2 separate regions of the Anser cygnoides genome follow, and region 1 is linked to region 2. Evidence: chromatin contacts called from public Hi-C data. All regions are on one chromosome and are shown on one strand. Each heading gives the region's core, a stretch centred on a gene start, on an enhancer-like site or on the middle of the called end of the contact. The rest is flanking DNA. Distances are from core to core; before and after follow the strand shown. Region 1 holds the start of SUB1 (SUB1 regulator of transcription). Region 2 holds the start of MRPL17 (mitochondrial ribosomal protein L17).

The links. Hi-C and Micro-C count contacts between places; a contact is called where the count stands out from the background.
Region 1: a Hi-C map of liver shows a contact between it and region 2, with 1.8 times the contacts expected there. The contact joins the promoter of SUB1 here to the promoter of MRPL17 in region 2. A contact is called at or near these places in 2 of 7 Hi-C or Micro-C datasets (granulosa cells and liver).

Annotation. Positions count from the first base shown.
Region 1 is chrZ:64,791,532-64,794,635 of Taihu_goose_T2T_genome, forward strand. SUB1 (SUB1 regulator of transcription) reads left to right here and starts at 1,787. Exons shown (of 5, transcript XM_066988328.1): 1 at 1,787-1,790. PDZD2 (PDZ domain containing 2) reads right to left here. Exons shown (of 22, transcript XM_066988321.1): 22 at 3,093-3,104.
Region 2 is chrZ:64,629,143-64,632,657 of Taihu_goose_T2T_genome, forward strand. MRPL17 (mitochondrial ribosomal protein L17) reads right to left here and starts at 1,546. Exons shown (of 3, transcript XM_048052283.2): 1 at 1,323-1,546; 2 at 1,179-1,247; 3 at 485-1,066. The coding sequence starts at 1,496. The coding sequence ends at 794. It overlaps ARHGEF39 (Rho guanine nucleotide exchange factor 39), which reads left to right. Exons shown (of 11, transcript XM_048052280.2): 11 at 1-496. CCBE1 (collagen and calcium binding EGF domains 1) reads right to left here. Exons shown (of 10, transcript XM_066989111.1): 10 at 2,014-3,515.

The sequences.
Region 1 (3,104 bases), core at 537-3,036, 160 kb after region 2:
GACAGCTCCAGGACAGCACATTCATCATGGGAGTTTTTTGCCTGTGGTGTTTTCCTGCGTTAGCATGCTCTGCCCAAGTCAAGGTACCACCGTCATGCCTCCTCCCTCAGCACTGAGCCACGGAATCTGACCCAGGACCGCAGCCACCTTTTCCAAGCGCTGCGCTGCAGGGACTCACGGGCAGGTTTCTTCTTACGCCTTCCCCTCCCCGCTCCCAAAAGGGACGTGACTGAGCTGTGACGGAGGCACAAGGCCCTGTTCGCTCCAGGTCCCTCCTGCCAGGATGAGGAATGAGGGCAGTCACTTTTACTGGCAGCAGCCAGGCTGTGCCCAGCACTGTGTCAGGGCAGGCAGCACGTCGAGGAAATCGTTTCACCAGGTAGGGAAAAACTGCAGGAACTCCAGCTTCATGGAGCTTGTTTGCTCAGCGCAGAGATACCAGCCTGATTCAGCTGCCCAGGGAGGTAAGGCTAGCGTACGCGGAACTAGCAGATGACAGGCAAGAAGGTTCTGGTTTTATTGCTGATTAACTTCAGAAAATACCCTGACTAATGGAAAACATCGTTCCAGTCACAGCTTTGCACAATGCAGGGCAGAAGGGCAACCCCCTGTTTGGGAAGAAGATGGTTATTTACATCAGGAAGTTTGTTGGGAAGGATTTTACATTTTTTAAAGGGGGAAAAAAAAAAACATTTTAGAAATTTTCTTAATTGTGATTAATTTGTGAAATCTTTTAGCTGAGTCAAGTGCTTTGAGGAACACATGACTGCACAGAAAGGGCAAGACTTGGCTGGCTTTCCCTCTAAAGGAGAAGTCTGAAATGGGCCACAGCTCCTTTTGCCAGGGCAGGTGATGGCCCTCTGCATTCAGCAGTGCTCCTTGGTGAGAAGATCCCACGTAAACTCCTTTACCAGAAACAGCAGGGACCGGCCCCAGATAACACCGCATCCCTTGTTTCCCATGCACCCATTGGGGCAGAGCTGCTGGACACAGGATGGAGGTGATGTGAGAGCACTTATATGACCTGAGAGTGTATAGGAAGAAAAAAAAAAAAAAGCACCAAAACTTCTGGACCAAAGGTCTGAAGCTCCCAGGACAAGGCAAGGGGCTGGTGGTGCAGAGAGGACATGACACCTGGCAACCGGCAGCAGAGCTCGGGGTGGTTTTGCTCCCCCTCACAGATTTTGACAGAATCCCAGAAATCTAGACAGGTCCATAAATGACCACACCAGAGGCAAGTGGACCCTAAGTCAGGGTGAGAGATGTTAACAGACCAGGAGAGCAGCAAAGACATCAGAAATCGTAAATAAACCAGAACTTTTCAGGCAGGATGATAAACTTGAGTGCAAAAAAGTCAATGCCTCTACTTATCTCATTTAGATCTCAGCCCTGTATGGTAGTGATATGGGAATCAAAAAAAAGTTGTGACCCAAAATGTAAAGTCCTCCTCCTTTTTGTGCTAATTTCCCCCATGGACCAATACCCCCAGGCTTTCAGAAAAAAATTAAAAAAAAAGTCTCTGAAACATACTTGGGGTGGATAAAACCAAAACCTAACTTTCTACCGTTGTACATAGCTTAGGGCATAAATGATGTCCCAAGTGCTAACCCATTTATGGATTAAGTCCATCGTGTCTAGTCTCTGCTGTATTTCTCTGTAATGAGCCACTGTCTGGGGCAATTAAGATTTTAATTAATGGTTTTGAAGACTCATCCTACCAAAGCCAGGCTGCTCTGAGGCTTGACCCTATGGATACCCAGCCTTATGTTAGGAGGACATGGGAGAAGGACAGACAAGAGGGCTGCCTTTGTCTAGGAAAGGGGCTCGGGGCAGCTTGGAAGCCAAGGCACCACCTTTTTTTGCAGGGTGATTCAGCACAAGAGCCGGGACTTTTCCCTCTGCACGTGACTCTTGTTCACTCTCGCACCCTTCTGGTGTAGCAGGTGGAAAAGAAACCAAAAGTAAACGCGGCAGCCTGTGGGGCGTGAGCCTAAAGACGAGGGCGATGCCTTTGGAGCAGGGGGAGCAATTGCCTTCCTCCCCTCTCAGAAAGGCCCACCAGCCCTTTCGGCAGCACTGTGCACCACAGGAACTGGTGTGAAGCTACCAAGGCTCGGCAGGAGGGAGGTGGGCGAGCACCGAGCAGAGGCACGCGAGTAAGAGGGCAGGGCTGGGGGGGCGAGCCAGCCGGGAGTTTCCAGCCATGCAGCTGCTGCGAGCGCCCAACCCAGCGCTCAAAACACGGAGCAATGCACAGCGACTCAGGAAGGCCTGTGAGGAGGATATAAATGCCTAACCCACCATTTCCTTCCCCCGGCTCAGCCTACCTCGCAGCAACTAGCTGACATGTCCGGGCACCTACAGGCAGCGCTGGTTTGGGGCGCCACTGGCATTCCCCGTGTCGAAGTAGCTCCTGAGGAGGACATCTGGACAGTGCTTTCCAGGCCAACTCATCCTTCTGGGAGCCACACTGCAGTGGCAGCGAAGATGGCTGTGTCTGTAGAAAGGTGGATGCCAATGTTCCCAGTTCAGGGGTTATGGCCTTACCTCCTGCCATGAGTGCTGCTGCAGCTCCATGCAGCACACAGAGGTTACATCCAACCCAGTGCACACCACCAGCATACTGGGGTTTTGGAGGGGAGCTTACCCTCAGGGAAGGTTGGAGACAACAGCAAATACCAGGCCAGGACTAGCTGTATATACATTTTCTCTTGTACATACAGCCCGTCCCCCTATAGCCCAGTTGCTTGGCAGGAGGTTGAGAGGCTTGCTCCTAAGGAAAACTGCATTACACCTTTGCCATCTGCATTTTCCTTGCTAAGGGGCAGGAAAAAAAAAAAAAAACACATCTTTCCAAGATACCATAGCAGGTCCTAGAAAACACATTTTAACACTTCATAAGTGCCTTAACTCTTTTTACACTGAACGACAGTTCTTAAAGGGCAGTATTTTACTTCTAGCTTAGATGCCCATCCTGACAGCACTAATGCTTGGGTCCTTGTGCTCTCCAGGACAGCGTCATCTCTTCGATGTCACCTACAGCCGTGGACCAGCCAGACTTTGGTGTAACAGAAATAAAATACCTGGAGGAGTACTAAGGATAC
Region 2 (3,515 bases), core at 296-2,795:
TCATAAGCTGCAGCTACAACTGTCAAGTACGAATCAAAGGTAAAGCCAGCACTTTAAGTTTCATATCTGCATTTGCATTATTCTCTGAAGAAGTTCTGCCACTATCTCTTTTTTGCTCTAAGAGAACAATACAGAGATTTCTTGCAACTCTGTAGCTGAGGTGTCTTACCAAGCTCAAGAGTATCAACTTATTCCTGTCCATGTTGCCAGCCTTATAACCCAAGTCTCATTGGTACTGCTGCTTTTAAAACTTGTTTCAGTGGTACCATCCTAATTTGTGTTCAGCTCTGCTGCAACAGTACAACCAGGCTGATTTTTCACTGTATTTGCAGCCCTGAAGGCCTGCACACTGGCTTCTAGAGAACTTCAGTTCTATCACAGCGGAGACACTATCCCAGTGTGTAGGACCAGAAGATGTAATAAACTCAGTTTTGGGGGAAGATTAATGCATGTGCAGAGGAATATAATTCAAATAAAAGCAAACTCACTTTCTAAATAGTTTATTTACACAGTGAATATCAATCATTAGGGCTCCCAGCTTGATTTCCTTCTCTTGCTGAGTATGCAAGCACAGGAAGGGGCAAGTAAACCTCAAGCTTGTGCTGCTGTTGTGACAATTTAAGGCTAGGAATAAGCCCTGCGACCTCTTGGGACATCTTTTGATCCCGTGCTTCAGAAGAGCACTGAGGCATCTCCTCCCAGAGGGCAAACCCACTGCACAGTGCGCGGGCAGCTTATGGCAAACCCCATCCCCGTAAATCTGTGGGATGCCCCTTGGGGCACAGGGGGCTGCCTACAGCGGCGTGCCCTCGGGCAGCCGCGGGGCTGCCTCCCGCCGGCTGTCCTCCCTGTACCCCTTCAGCAGCTGGTTGAGCAGCGTCTTCTCGCTGTCGCGGCGCGGGCGGATGAGCGGCGGGTAGGGGTTCCCCTTCAGCTCGATGACTGCCATCTTGGCGCGGTCCGTGCCGTCCCGGCTGGGGATCTGCAGCAGGCGGGTGTAGCTGCCGGGGTGAGGCTGGAAGCGGGGCGCCAGCACCTTGAACAGCTTGTGGATGAGGTCCTTCTCCTGCGGGGAGGCACGTTCAGCTCTGGGACTGGGGGGGGACACAGAAGGGACCGGGGGGGACACGAAGAGGATGAGGGGAACGGGGGGGAAGGGGATGAAGGGGGGTGCCTACCGTCAGCCAGAAATTCGCCATGCGCATGGCTCGCTCGTCAGTGTCCCCCCGCTTGGCGTAGTCGATGAGCTGAGGGGAAGCAGCGCCCGTTATCGCCCGGTAACGCCCGGTGTGTGCCCCCCCAGCCCCGTCCCGCCCCCTCACCCGCTCGGCGTAGCCCCGCATCTCGTCGGCGCGCGCCCAGGGCGCCTCGAGCCGCTCGTGCCGCACCAGCGCCGTCACCAGGTTGCGCAGCAGGTCGACGCGGGACCGGGGGCCCGACCCCAGGCGCCGGTACAGGCGCCCGTGAGAGATCGCCGCCGCCACCGACAGCCGCATCCCGCCCGCCTCGCCGTCGCGCCCCTGTGACGGTTTAGCGGTGCGCGCCTAAAGCGGTAATGGCGTCCCTATGGGGGCGGTGGGGAAGGCCGCGCGAGGCATGCCGGGAGTTGTAGTTCCGCGCCGCCCCCCGCCGCCATTTTCCGTCGCCGCCTGTGAGGCAACGGAGGCGCCGCCTCCCGTCCCAGCCCGCGGGGGTGGGCTCTGCGGGGAGGAAGGGGAGCGGCCGCGTTGCCTGCTCCGCTTGGCGGCGCCCGCGGCCCTCACAGGACCGAGCTGGGAGGCAGAGGCCGTGCACAGCCCTCACGTTTATCCCGCTTTTTCCCCATTTCCACACACACAAACCCACCCTATCCTGCAGTACCTCGTGCCCCCTTATCCCTGCTCGTGGCCGGCTCTACAGGCCAGCTCCAAAACAGATCCTAAACTGCAGCTTCATAATTCCTCCCACTCATTTCTTCCACCCAACGTTTTCGTCCGCAAGCGAAAGGATGTGTAACAAAAGCAACTACCAACAGCATAAGAAAAAATAGCTTTGTTGTTACGAATACATCATAAAATCACAATCATTTTATACATATTTTAGTATTTCATATATAAATAAAATGGCCTGTATGGTTATTGGAATGTGTAATAGGAACAAACATACGGATTTTAATGTGAAATTAACAAATTCTTGGACCCCACCTCATCTTTTGTTGCTTCTCTGGGGCTTAACATATTAACTCTGAAATACTTCTCGGAAGAACGTTACTCAAGCTGTGATGCCAACAATAACTCCAGGGATTATTGTAATTCCATTTACAATCACTTTTCCAATCCTTTTCCTGGTTTACCCTGACCATATAGCAATTTCTGTGTGTCAGTATTTCAGCTTTGCAAGAAAGACTAATCCTGTATGTACCTGGCACAGTGTTGAAAGAACATTTTCCAAGCTTTATGATTCTGTTAAACTTATTAACAACCAGTATTTTCCCATCACTACACACTCTTGCAAATGTTTCCATTAAATATATTTCCAATATTAATAAAATAACAAACTCTTTATTATCCTTCTGCTTATAACTTGATGTCTTAACATCAAAATAATATTTCTTTCTAATAAAATTATACATAGTATTTATATGAAAAAAAGTTGTCATGTGCATGAGCCTAGTAAAGACTAGACATGTAGATGTTTCTACATTCTTATTTTGGATTCTTGGGTAGTTATTTTTGGAGCCACAGAGTAATAAATAATTTACAAGGTAATGACTTCCCTCTCTCTGGTAACCAGGCTCAAAATTGGAAACGACTCCTCTGGTCTGGCTTTATAAAACTTTGGGTATGCTGAAGAAATCATCATTTTTTTCTATCTGAATGTCTGTGTGTATTTCTCTAGAAATTGTAGTGAAATGTTTCTGATACAATATGTTATGAAAGCTATCATACAATTAATGAGAAATAAAATTATAAAAGTCTACACAAAGATCTTAGCCGGATGCAGACAGAAGGCTGAACATTCCCAGATAGCTGTGCTCAGAGGGGCTCTCCCTGCTGGAGGAATTCCTGTGTCTTGTGGGGTGGATTTGGCCTTACCATGTTGTCCTCTCACCACTGCCGGGACTCAGCCAACAGCACTTTGGGGCAAGGAGTCTGTGGAAAGAGGAGTGTGAAGCACAAGGACAAATTCAAGGAGCTCTTTCCTTCACCTTTTTATGGAGGAAACATGTCTGCTGGAAAACAAAAACAAAAACAGCTCTGGGCTGTGAAAAAACTTGCAGACTCCAGAAAGGGAAGTTATTGAGCTCATCATTCAAACAGGCATGTAAAAATGCACCCTATTTTATGTTTGCAAGTCTGTAGGACAGCTTCCTGCACTCAGAGTGAGGCATGTATTTTATCTACTTTTCTGATCCACTCTAAGAAGTTCCCTAAATACTTATGCAAAGCAGGATATTGTTGCCTTCCCCTGAATTCAATGGTCAAGCTTTCAATGTAGAAACTTCTCATTTGGTACTTGTGGAAAAGCAGAGTTTA